Linked DNA regions of Triticum aestivum: region 1 is linked to region 2. The links are chromatin contacts, called in public Hi-C maps. All regions are on one chromosome and are shown on one strand. The core of a region is the stretch at or near the end of the contact, and the rest is flanking DNA. Distances in the headings are between cores, read along the strand shown. Region 1 holds the start of LOC123043977. Region 2 holds the start of LOC123043976 (SAC3 family protein B).

Region 1 (6,621 bases), core at 2,638-5,137, 260 kb after region 2:
GAACTCGGCCACCTCCTCACCGCATTGGGCCGCAGGTTCCCCTGGTGCCACCAGCGCCACCTACAACGGAGCCCGGGCGTAAGGATGCCGGCTCGCATTCAGAAGAACCTCCCATGACGCGTCGGGACAAACAAGAAGATGCGCGGCGGCAAAGTAAGGAGACCAGATGCTCACCTGCGGCGCCGGGTTCGCCTGGCTATACGGTGCCTTGCCAAATCGCCAATCCTCTCCAAGATTGGCCCTGGAGACAGCGTTGACGGCGCGCGTGGCCTGCTCCCCAGACAACCGCGTCAACCCCATTCAGTTGGGGTCCTGCAGGCGATCATCTCGCCGATGAGGCAGGAGCGCCTCTGAAGCAGGAGGACCCGACGGGTGGTGAACGCGGCGAGAAGGTCCGTGCCGGTGAGCCCCTCCTGCGTCCTCATCATCGTCACCCGCTCGCATAGGTTGACGATCTCCTGCGACGGGCGCCGGGGCGAGTAGCCCCAGTTTGTCTTCGCCCGCGGCGGTGCGATGGCGAAAGGGGGAAGATTGATGTGGTCCGCGCCAAGATTGCGGACGTAGAAGAAGGAATTCTGCCACTTCTTGGCAGAATCTTCGAGCGAAATCTTGGGGAAATCTGCCCCCGACCGCTTGGAGATGACGGCGGCGCCGCAGTTGGCAAACTCCCCGGCCGACGGGCCCTGCTGCTTCAAGGAGAAGAAGCGCGCCCAGAGGTCGATCCTCGGCTCGACCCCCAGGTACCCCTCGCACAGGGTCACGAAGCCGGAGAGTTGGACGATGGCGCCGGCACCGAGATCCGAAGAACTCCAGGAAGGCACGGAAGAAGGTGCTCGCCGGCAGCCCGAGCCCGCGCTCGAAGTGAGTAAGGAAGACGATGCGCTCCTTCCCCTCGGGTTGGGGCCTCTGCTCGCTGCGCGACAGGCGGACACCAACGTCCGTCTCCCGCGGCAGGCGTCGCGAAGCTCGAAGCTGCGTGATGTCGTCGTTGGTGATGTTGGAGCCCATCCAAGAGCCCGACGGTAGTGCCATGGATGGAAGCGGAAGGAAGAAGAATGACGGAGAAGAGCTCTGCTCGGGGCTGCGGGCGCAGCTGTGCATCAGTGGCAAGGAGCAGAGCGAGAGCAGGGGGACAGGAGGGCGCGAGCGAGAATAATGCCTGCCGCCCCCTTGCCCTCCTCAATTTATAAGCCCCAGTTCGAACGTGGGGAAGTGGGATCGTCTGCACGTGCCCGTTCCACTACCCCGCAATAAGTGCGCACGTACACACGCACTAACTGCGTGGGGAAGTGCAACTGGCCCCCAGACGCCGCAATAAATCCGCACGCGTGGCCAAGGGCGCGCGGCGGCGGGCCCCCAGCTTGTCGCCCAGTCCTGTCACGCGCGTGGCCTGTCAGGCCCCTCCGGCTTCCGGGCACCATGTGGCGCCAGCGCGAAGCCCGAGGGATCGCCTCAAGATTCGGCGGACTCCTCGGTTCCCGCCACGGCCGGGATGCCGCGATCCGGTTTCCGAAAAAACCGGCACACAGTGGGTGTTGCCGGACCCGGCGTTCGCAGATTTCGCCTTGCTCAAGGGGGAAGCTGCGAAGGCCCACTCATCTAAAGACGGCGAACCTTCACAGCTTCGGGGACTACTGTCGGGGGGATGAACCCCACGCAGGCAACGGAACCCAGATCTATTTCAAAAATAGCGGGGCCCGCATCACCCCGCAAACCGGCGTGCGCCAGGCCGGGTCGCTTGACCCGGCAAGACGCGCAACCCGGCCAAGACCCTCGACTCGGCAAAGTACGTCGACCCGGCAGCAGCGGCTGGCGCAAGGCAACTCAACCCGGCGCAACCTTGGCTTCCCTAGCAAGCCAAGCCACCCGCGGCGTCCACGGCAACCCAGCCATGGGTCAGCTCCCGTCCCATCCAGGCCGTATGATGGGACGAGACTTCAATCACTGATGACCAAGACTACAGTGCCCCCGCCCATGCCCGTGGTCAGCCAGGGCGTGGCAACAGTGCCCCTTACCTACCCGCTGACCAGGGCTGCCACGGCAACAGTGTTCCCGCCCTCACCACTGACGGCAGTAAGCGGCGGCCTGACGGAGAACACTGTGCGCGGCTTGACTCGGGCCACGCCATGACGATCGACAAGACGACGCACAGTCCCCCTAGGCACGCGGGGCCCGCACCTATGGGAACTCGGCGAACCACAAGCCCCCAAGCGGGACCCAGCCCGGTACCCCGGACACCGACAATACGGACCCACCGACTTGGCATATTACCATTGTAACCCTGGGTGGGTTGATCTATAAAACCCCCCAAGAGTCCACGCCTACAAAGGTGTGTGATCTCTCCGAGGGCACAAGAAGCAGAGAGATTGCGAGAATGAGCACTGCATGAACACAAGATAGAACGAGCAAGATAGGACTAGCCACTACATAGCAACACCAAGGAGAAGGAGCAGCCGGAGCCTTGGCCGGCCTCCTTCCTCCTCCAAACAGCTCCAGGAGCGACATTCTACTATCAGCCATCCAACTAAACTCGGCAGGACTAGGGGTGTTATCTCTCCGGAGAGCCCCGAACCTGGGTATGTCCGGCGTCCCGCGCCCACGCATATCAACCTCGCCTCCGAAGCCCACCAGTGCCCTCGAGCCTCCTCCTCTCTTTAGCCATCCCTTGGCATCTGTCATGCGCCCACCACGACACATAGGAACATGTATAAGTCATGAATAAAGCAATAGTAATAAACTAAACGATCATAGTGCTAAGCTAACGGATGGGTCTAGTCCATCACGTCATTCTCTAATGATGTGATCCCGTTCATCAGATGACAACACATGTCTATGGCTAGGAAACTTAACCATCTTTGATTAACGAGCTAGTCAGGTAGAGGCACACTAGGGACATTCTATTTGTCTATGTAATCACACATACTAAGTTTCCGGTTAGTACAATTCTAGCATGAATAACAAACATTTATCATGATATAAGGAAATATAAATAACAACTTTATTATTGCCTCTAGGGCATATTTTCTTCATGCTACACGTGTGGCACAAAGCAATTTCTCTCTGGCGTTTTTATGGCAATTTTAGTTACATGAGGATGGCAACTTTAGTTGTAAAGCATGTCAAGTTTCAGTTTTCTTGTTTTCTATGACAATTTTAATTGTAAAAGTCAAGGCGATGTTATTTCGTGCCATACGTGTGGCACTTATCATTTTGGAAGATCTAATCACCCTTCTCCTGATGCAAGACCGCGAAGAACGGGGTTCCGGAGGCCTTCAATATATAGGCGATCGTGGTACGTAGGCGTGGGCTAGACCCACGCCTGAGTCGACAACAACCCACGATCCACGCGTCTAGGATTCGTAGCGCATCGTTTAATGACTCGTAATTAATTCAACTCGACTCAATCACGAAACACGACGCGCGCTCAGGCGAGGCAGGCGACGGAGGAGGACCGCGCGGGAACCACTCTTCTCATGCTCCAACAACACGTGGAAGAGAACCTTTTTACGAAGGTGCAAATCTTCACCCGTTCTCGAGATGATACTAAACTTCTCATCACCTATTCATGTCACCCACATAGAGTTTTAGAGATTTTTTCTGAAATTGTTTTACGGGCCTAAACCCCATCTATATTTGAACGGTGTAGAGGCGACGTCGATCTTGGTGGGTGCGGATATGGAGCTCCAGAGGGGGGAGGGGCACCCCGAAATCTCCCTCAATTTTGTTTCTTGTTTGACATACGAAGTGCGGATTGGTCCATGAAAATTTGATGCATGGTGCTGGATGACATAACCAGGTTATCAAATGTTTAGCACCGTTATTTTAATGTATGGCGTTGGAGATGACCTAAAATGACAACTATTGGCTGTTTTTTTGGGGTAGAGTTGCTGTGACCTGTGAGGCCATCTGAAAGGAGAGCAAGTCAAAAAAGACAGGAGACCGGGTAGTCCACCGCCGCCCCTGACCACACTCTCCCCGATCCGATCCGCCGGCGATGGCCGCCCCTCACCGTGCTTTTCCCGATCCGCCGCCGATGGCCGCCTTCCGCTCTGGCCGACACGCTGCCCATCTCCGCCTGGCCGTACCGCCGCGGCTGGCCGCCCACCCCTCCTTCCGCTTCCCCACCACGCCCCTCCCCACCCCATCCAAGACGCGCCTCCCCGCCGCCGGCGCCGCCTCTCCCTACGCCGCCGCGCTCCTGCGCATCCTCGCGCTCCACTCCCTCTTCCTTCTCGCGCCCGCCGCCCGAGCGCTCCCCTCCCTGCCCCACCTCTTCCTGCTTCCGCCGGTCCTCGCCATCATCTCCGCCGTCGCCATCCTCCTCATCCCCTCCAAGAGCCAACCCCACCCCTTCCCGGCGCTCCGCCACCTCTTCCGTCCCGCCCTCCTGCTAGCGGCGTCCCTTCTCCTCCGACTCGCCTCCCTCCACCTCATCACCGACCCCGGTCTCATCGTCCTCGCAGATTCCGCCGGCGCGTTGCTCGCCCGCGCCCTCAACCGTCCCTCCCGCCGCCGCGTGATCTCCGTCGCTGCCGCCTCCGTTTCGCTCGCGGCCGCATCACCTTCCCACTCCGTGCTTCTTCTCGTGCTCCCCTTTGCTTCCGGCCTCCTCTCCTCGGTCGAGCACTCTGTATCTGCGCGACATGTCACCCGCAGCCGCCACGCCCGTGCGGCCGTTTTTGCCCTCGCCGCCACCTTCCTCTCGGCGCCGGCACTTGCGGGCCTCTTCTTTCTTGGTGGCACTGACACCAGCGATGGTGTCCCGATTGGCCAGCTCTGGTGGCTGCTCCTTAATGCCGCTGTCTTTGGCATGGCCTTGGGGCGACGGCAAGCCTACGACAGCAGTAGCAGTAGCAGCAGACCAAGCATGAATTTTGCAATGACCTTTGTGTGCACTATTGTTCTGGAGCTGGTGTACTACCCAAAGCTGTCGTTGCCGGGCTTCTTAATTTGTGGGTTCGTCTTGTGGATCGCCAGCAGGGAGCTGACTTCTTCAGGATATGTTGAGCTTGGGAGCACTGACGAGTCGGTGTATGAGGCTGTCATGGGGCCAGTCCGGCATATCCTTAGTGAACGCAAATCCAGGAAGATTGCTGCTTTTCTGTTGATCAACACAGCTTACATGTTTGTTGAGTTCGCCAGCGGTTTCATGAGCGATAGCCTTGGGCTGCTCTCTGACGCTTGCCATATGTTGTTTGATTGTGCTGCTCTGGCAATTGGGCTATATGCATCGTACATTGCGAGGCTGCCTGCAAATGGATTGTATAACTATGGAAGGGGCAGGTTTGAGGTGCTATCTGGGTATGTTAATGCAGTGTTCTTGGTGCTTGTTGGGGCCCTGATTGTGTTGGAGTCGTTTGAGAGGATACTCGAGCCTCGGGAGATATCAACAAGTAGCCTTTTGGCAGTTTCTGTTGGTGGACTTTTTGTAAATATCATTGGATTGGTTTTCTTTCATGAGGAGCACCATCATGCGCATGGCGGTAGCTGCTCCCACTCCCATTCACATTCACATTCTCATTCTCATTCACATAATCATGTTCATGAAGATCACCATCACCATCATGATCATGTTCATGAAGATCACCATCACCATCATGATCATGTTCATCAGAGTGCTGATCACGAGAAGACATGTTCTGGTCATCATGGAGACACAAATAAGGGCCATCATCAGAATCACCAACATGATAGCAACAATGCAGAGAATCATCATCAACATAACCATGGTTGTAGCCACAAGCATGGTCACAATGGCCATATGGAACATCACCAGCAGGGTGTAGATCAGGCTCATCAAGATTGCAGCAGCAGCAGCAGCGAGCAAGGACTTCTTGAGATTCCACTGATAAATGTGCACTCTCATGGCGCAGAATCTCAGTCTTGTAATGGAGAGGTGGAATCGCCAGAAACCGGAAACCATGCCAAGCCGGCAAGCCGGCGTCACATTGACCATAACATGGAAGGTATCTTCTTACATGTCCTAGCTGACACAATGGGAAGCGTTGGTGTTGTGATCTCAACTCTATTAATCAAGTACAAGGGATGGCTAATAGCAGATCCCATTTGCTCTGTATTCATTTCAATAATGATTGTGGCTTCTGTCCTTCCATTGTTGAGAAATTCTGCTGAAATTTTGTTGCAAAGAGTTCCAAGGAGCCATGAGAAGGACTTCGAAGCAGCACTGGATGATGTTAAGAAGATTAATGGTGTGATTGGAGTCCATAATGTTCATTTATGGAACTTGACAAACACTGATATTGTAGGCACTTTTCATCTTCATATATCAGCCGAAGCTGACAAGTCTGTTATAAGAGAAAGTGCTTCACGGATATTTCAAGAAGCTGGGGTTCAAGATCTGACTATCCAGATCGAATGTGTCGAAAGATAGCAGTTGTTGGTATAGCGACACTTGTTGGTAGTTTGATAGGATTTTGGCACAGATCAAATATATCTGTAGTGCTTAATTCAGGAGCCATCCTTTATGTACCGCTGAAAGGAAATTGCATTAAAATACAGGTTTGCAGCTTAATCATTTTGGTCTGAGCAACTTAATATTTATATGCTGTATATTGTCCATGTCGCATATAGACTTCACAAAAGCTTTCCAATCACATGATG
Region 2 (5,882 bases), core at 2,985-5,484:
AAAAAGGTTAGCAGACAAATAGCAAAGAAGAATTTCACAGCTCACATTTCGAAAAAAAGATGTCACTAAAAATGAAGAGAAAAAAAAGAATTAGCACAAAAGGTTAGTGCATACTATTGAGGGTTTCCACATTTTAAGAGCTCGAATAAAACACTAGTTGCTTAATATTCCTTTAGCGAGACTAAAAGCTACAAGGAAAATAAATTTTCCAAAAACTGTGTAGAGAAGACCGTCTCCATGTTCGTATTCTTGATTCAGTTTGGTAACACACCGACCAAGTAAAGAGAAAACGTTACGTAATAACAGGTGGGTCATGTTTTGTTTGGTAATCCATGCCCAAAAATGACTATGCCCAGCATTTTACCCATTTCCATACTGAATTGATTTCCCAATGGATGATCATGATTATCTAACTTTCTTCAGTCCAGGATATTTATACGAATTCAAAGTAGCAGTGATTACCTATATATACATATGTTGTGGGGTGTTGAAGCACTTAGGAGTTAGGAGATCACATGTATATTTAATTATTTATGCAGCAACAGAAGAAAACAGGCACGCCATAAAGAAATGGCAATCAGTAGATAGTAGTACCTTCTAGCATTTGCACCAGTGCCATGACGAGCTTCAGCACCATCAACATCCTGATAGGATAAAGTAGGTGACCTAGACCTTTTTGAAATGCTATGATCCATTGTTCGACTTTGAAGTGGAGCTGAGAATCTACAGAAGGATAAAAGGAAGGAAATATTACAGAGCCATAAACGCATAAGTACCAACAGGAGCACAAGCACAAGAGATGGCATTAACCAATGATTTTACAGTGATCCAGGTAATAAATGTGATCACAGAAGCAAATTTACGTTCAATTTGCAGTATTACGTTACAGCGCGGAAGTTCGTTATATCCATTGCTAAAGTTCTTTTGAATAGGAAGAATGTCCCAGCAGGGGGAGAGGGGTTACTCCATGCAAACCTACCAGCATCACAAGGTTGAGTATATTTCTAGTAAAAAAACTTGAACAGCTCGCAAGACAATCACAATAAATATTTTTTTATCTAAAAGTTTTTCCTTTTCTCGACTCAAATTAGTATCACCAAAGACTATTTAAATAAAGACTATACAGGCTGCATACTACTGATGAACACAAAAAAATCAAAAATAGAATGGTGCTCCGATCAACTATGTGGCAGTTTATGACAGTCTAGCCGACAGCACCTTTGTTCTCGCATATGATCGTTCATCTCTTGTTGAGCCGCACCACCAAGCACTGATGAAGAAGATGTACTAGTCCCTGAGGCAGGACGGGGCCTCCCATTACCAGGAACTAAATTGCTATTCAGAAGAGGAGAGAATGTAGCACGTGCATCATGAAAAGGAGACTGGTTCTGGATTCCAATCTTGGAAGGTGATAGATTAGGCCTGAAATATCAAGTAAAAACAGGGAGATAAGCAGCACAGCACAACCAGTGACATTTAGTACTGAAATACTAATTAGTAGCTAAGTAACCGGTACTACACTCTTTTATGAGATAATTTGCAGTGAGACACTAATAAAACTTAAAATACAATTAGAGTAAACAATTACTAGTTGACAATTTCTATCGAATAACTCACATTTGCACATGATCATGAGGCTCAGCACGCTGCGTAGGAGGAAATTTTGGAAGGCTTGATGATGGTCTAAACTGTCTGCTCATGTCTAATGGTGGTGATCTTGCTGTCTTTCCGGTCTCTGGAGGTTGCATTCTCATTTGCACTGAAGATTGCGCACTTTCATTTTCAAACAACGGGTCTGCATAGTTTACCAACCTATTGATGGAAGAGACATTAGATTTAAAAACCCTGATAGCTGTACCCACAAGGTTATAGTTGCAAGCTCCAGGGAAAACACATCTGAACTCACACCCAACAGAAAAATCCTCTCCAGACCTACGCAACCATAATCCATGTAGGGTGGTCCATACAAAGACATGTCAAGCATGTCAGCTAAGATCAACTACACAAAATGTAGTGTATCCTAGTATAATGATATGCACCATTTTTCATTTAAGAACTGACAGTGATTGATGTATTGTTCTCTGACCATGGCCTTCTGGCAAAATAACGTATAAACAACAGCATTGGTACCTTTGGTTTTAGCCCAAGGCTGCCCTGCCAAATACTACATCTGTTCCCTAATATAAGACCTTTTAGCTTTTTCTTGAGTCGTATGTATCTAGACACATTTTAGTATGTATGTACACTCATTTTAGTATGTATGTATTCAATATTTTGAAATAGCTAAAAGGTCTTATATTAGGGAACGGAGGAGTATTTGGCTAGCCAAAGTTTGGTCAAGCTTTTGCTTACCCATGAGTTTGCTAACATTGGCAAGAAAAATGAACTAGAGTGGGCAAAAGAGAAGTTGGCATTTCAGAAGTACTGGCAACCATCCAAGCAAAGACCAAAATTTTGGTCATAACCTGAAAATTGGCAAGGTGAGCTTTGTCCACCATCCAAACATACCCTAGAGTTCAGCAGAGAGTGATGAATATTTGGCTCAGTGGCTCATTGCGCAACTTTCAGAAGAAGATTGCATTGTACTGACACGGATTGTCCCACCTACAACATTTGGACGACTTAAAGGAGAACAGTCGCTAAGTGACCTATATCTACGTATCAAGCCCTTATGTACAAATTTTCTGCACGCCATGTATACAAACATTTTAAAGATATTGACTGGAATATATTGGATGTCCATTATGAATTCAGATAGCTTGACGAGGGATACAACATGAAGTAGTTTTACCTTCTTTGCCCCATACCATTATCATTTTCTGGAGGAACATTCACACGCTGATTTGATAGATTCGGCGGGGACCTGCTCCTTGAGGAAATACCAGGATGCATGGGCCTGCCTATGGATGGTGCAGCTACTCTGAATGTGAACACGAAAACAATCCATCAATAATGTACCATGGGTATCGCAGGTTTGGAACTGCAACCAGATGGGCTAGGATTAGGTGATTAACCACCAAAAAAGTTAGAACTTAGTCTACCATTCCAGCAGCAAGGCACCTTATCAGATATTTTGAGTTGGCTTGAACAACATGCAATTTTAGATGTTCCTTTTTATGTGCTATACCCTGCTCAAATATCATTCACTTGTTACACAGTCACCAGTGTGCCTAAGTCTTGTGAATTGGCAACTCCCTCCGTAACAAAATATAAGACGTTTTTTATGCCCTATGCAAAACCAAAAAACGTCTTATATTTTGATACAGAGGCAGTACATGGTTGCTTCGTGCCATGCCAAGTCTTGTGAATTGGCTACATGGTTGCCTCGTGCCATGCCACGATCTCTAACAATCAACTTAGGACAATCCCTATTGTAGAAACTAGATCACTAGAGCTGCTATGACGCGCTAATACTCAAATGTTGCAGGCATCCGACCAAATAAAAACTCATATGCGCATTTAGCCATCTCCAATGGGGAAACTCTATGCAATCACCGAATATGCGAAACTACCGCGAGCGGAATATATCTGCACAACGCTAACTACACTATGCTTCAGATTCTGAAGCTACTACACGCCTGTACTTACAGTTACAGCTACTTGGATGCAACAGCAAGAACAGAAACCTAACCGACACTAGCTAGCCAGCTCGACAGCAAGCTCAAACAACACAGATACCACTTGGGGGTATCAAACAACACAGATTCTACTTTGGGGGTGGGGAGCACTCACCTCGGCTGGGGCTGAAGATGGCGCGCGGTGTGGCGAGCAGTGGCGGCGGCCGCGCCTGGGTCGACGGCACGAAGAGGGCTCGGAAACCTCACGGGACCAGAGGCGCCGGGAGCAGCTGCGGCCGGGCGCGCGGAGGGTGCCGGTATGGGGATGGGAGAAGTAGGGCGAGAGATGGGGGCCGCTGCGGAGAGCTGGGGGCGAGCGCTCGGGAAGCGCGAGGAGGGGGGCACGAAGGGGACGGCCGGGCTAGCCGAGGGGAACTGCACGGGGGCGGGCTGCGCCGCGGGAGAAGGGGCGGTGGCCGCGCCGGCGCCGAAGGCGAGGGGCGCGGAGCCCGGCCCGCGGTTGAGGGGCCCCGCGTCGCGGCCGAAGCCGGATGCCTCCATCGCGGGGCGCGGAACCCTAGCCGGCGGCGGGTGCTCGTCGCCGGCGCGCGTGGAGGGAGGAGGAGTGGGGTTTGAATTGGAGAGAGATCGGAGGTGGGGAGGGGAGGGAGCCGCCGGGTCGAAGCTTTTGGGTTAAGCGGCCCGGCGGGCAAAGGGGGTACTGACAGGTGGGGCCGGGCCGTCGGCCGGAGGTGGAATCAATTGTAGAGAGGTACCTGCGGAATCGTGTATTCAGCTAAGGATAAAAGGGTTGGGGAAGTTGGGGAAGGGTCCACCACGTTCGAAACGCTAAGGCGGCAGCGGCGATCGCGAGGCGATCGGTTGCTGCGCTAGGGTTAGGGTTTCGTCTATGGGGGTGGTTGGGATCCGGCGGTCTTTTGGGGGGCAACTGCGTCTCCCTGTTCTCCGGCCGGTGGCGACTGTGCTCTCCTGCGATCGAGCGGAGCTGATGGCGGAGGCGATAGAGCGTGTTTCGGGTGCGTCTCCGCGGGCATCGTCTTCTGCAGCGCCCGTGGCGGCGGCGACGCCGTTGGTCCGGAAGGAGGGATCTTCTGTCAAGTCCCCTGGGGGGAATAAGACCCCGGACCCGGCGGCGAGCCTGTCGGAGAGGCTCGGCGGCATGGTGCTGATGGACAAGGAGGTTCAAGGCTTTGTGTTTGATGATCCAAATCCTGGTTTTCAGAAGCGATGCAGATGGATGGCGGTGGGCAAGGTATGTTCTGTAAGGCCTATGAAGATGTCTGCGGTAGAGAAGACGATGCCTAGAGCTTGGGGCCTGCACAGGGAAGCGAAGTTTAGCGAGATTGGTCCCAATATCATCATGGTGCAGTTCGGAAGTGAAGGTGATTGGAAACATGTGCTTAACAATGGTCCTTGGCAATTCGATTTCAGTGTTCTGATTATGAAGGATTATGAGGGGAGTATCAGAACGTCGGAGATGGTCTTTGACAGGATTGATGTCTAGGTGCGGGTGCTTGACTTGCCCCCGGACAGGAGGACGGAGGCTTTTGGCAAGGCGCTTGGGAACTGGCTGGGCGACATAGTTAAGGTCGATGTTGACAGAGAGGGTTTTGCCAGAGGAGGCTTTCTCTGAGAGTGAGGGCCACTATCTCTGTTTTTGATCCTTTGGTTCGTGGCTTCTATCTCAAGAGGTCGAAGGAGGACAAGGAAAAGACCTGGTTTGACTTCTACTATGAGAAAATCCCCCATTTTTTTCGACTGTGGGCGCTTGGTGCACAATGAGGACCGCTGTGATCCTCCAATTGAGTCGGCAGATCAGTGGGGCAGCTGGTTAAGGGCTTCTCCGGGAAGGAATGCGGCGGGAGGTGATGGAACCGCTGGTGGGGGGTCGGGAAGCCAAAGCAGTCGCAGTGGCAATCACACTGGTGATGCTGCGAGGTCTCGGGCTTCAAACCCGAGGGTGCGCGATCTACCCACAAGGAGGAATTTAAATGTTGAGTTATCGGGATCGGGTGACGCTCGCACTAGCGAGAGTCACGTTCATGTTGATGTTGAGGTTAACAGCCCAGGCAAATCGCGATCAAGACTCGGTGCTGAACAAAAGAGGGACCTCCGCGATAGCCTTGAGCAGTGGCGTGAGACGGATATGCGACACAAGCTGATGGAGCAGAAACATAGAAGTGGCTTGGGGGAGGAACGGAGCTCAGTTGTGGGTAGCAGGAGCAGAGGAAAGAAGAAAGAACATGATGGTAGACTCGAGGGGGGTTTGGAGAGAGGTGCTTGGAGTGGTGGTGGAGATAGGAT

The links. Hi-C and Micro-C count contacts between places; a contact is called where the count stands out from the background.
Region 1: a Hi-C map of leaf shows a contact between it and region 2, with 4 times the contacts expected there. The contact joins the promoter of LOC123043977 here to the promoter of LOC123043976 in region 2. A contact is called at or near these places in 2 of 5 Hi-C or Micro-C datasets (both in leaf).

What each region holds. Positions count from the first base shown.
Region 1 is chr2B:147,182,395-147,189,015 of IWGSC CS RefSeq v2.1, forward strand. LOC123043977 reads left to right here and starts at 3,888. Exons shown (of 2, transcript XR_006419737.1): 1 at 3,888-6,519.
Region 2 is chr2B:146,921,938-146,927,819 of IWGSC CS RefSeq v2.1, forward strand. LOC123043976 (SAC3 family protein B) reads right to left here and starts at 4,235. Exons shown (of 17, transcript XM_044466595.1): 1 at 3,733-4,235; 2 at 2,792-2,920; 3 at 1,618-1,812; 4 at 1,219-1,422; 5 at 595-723. The coding sequence starts at 4,118.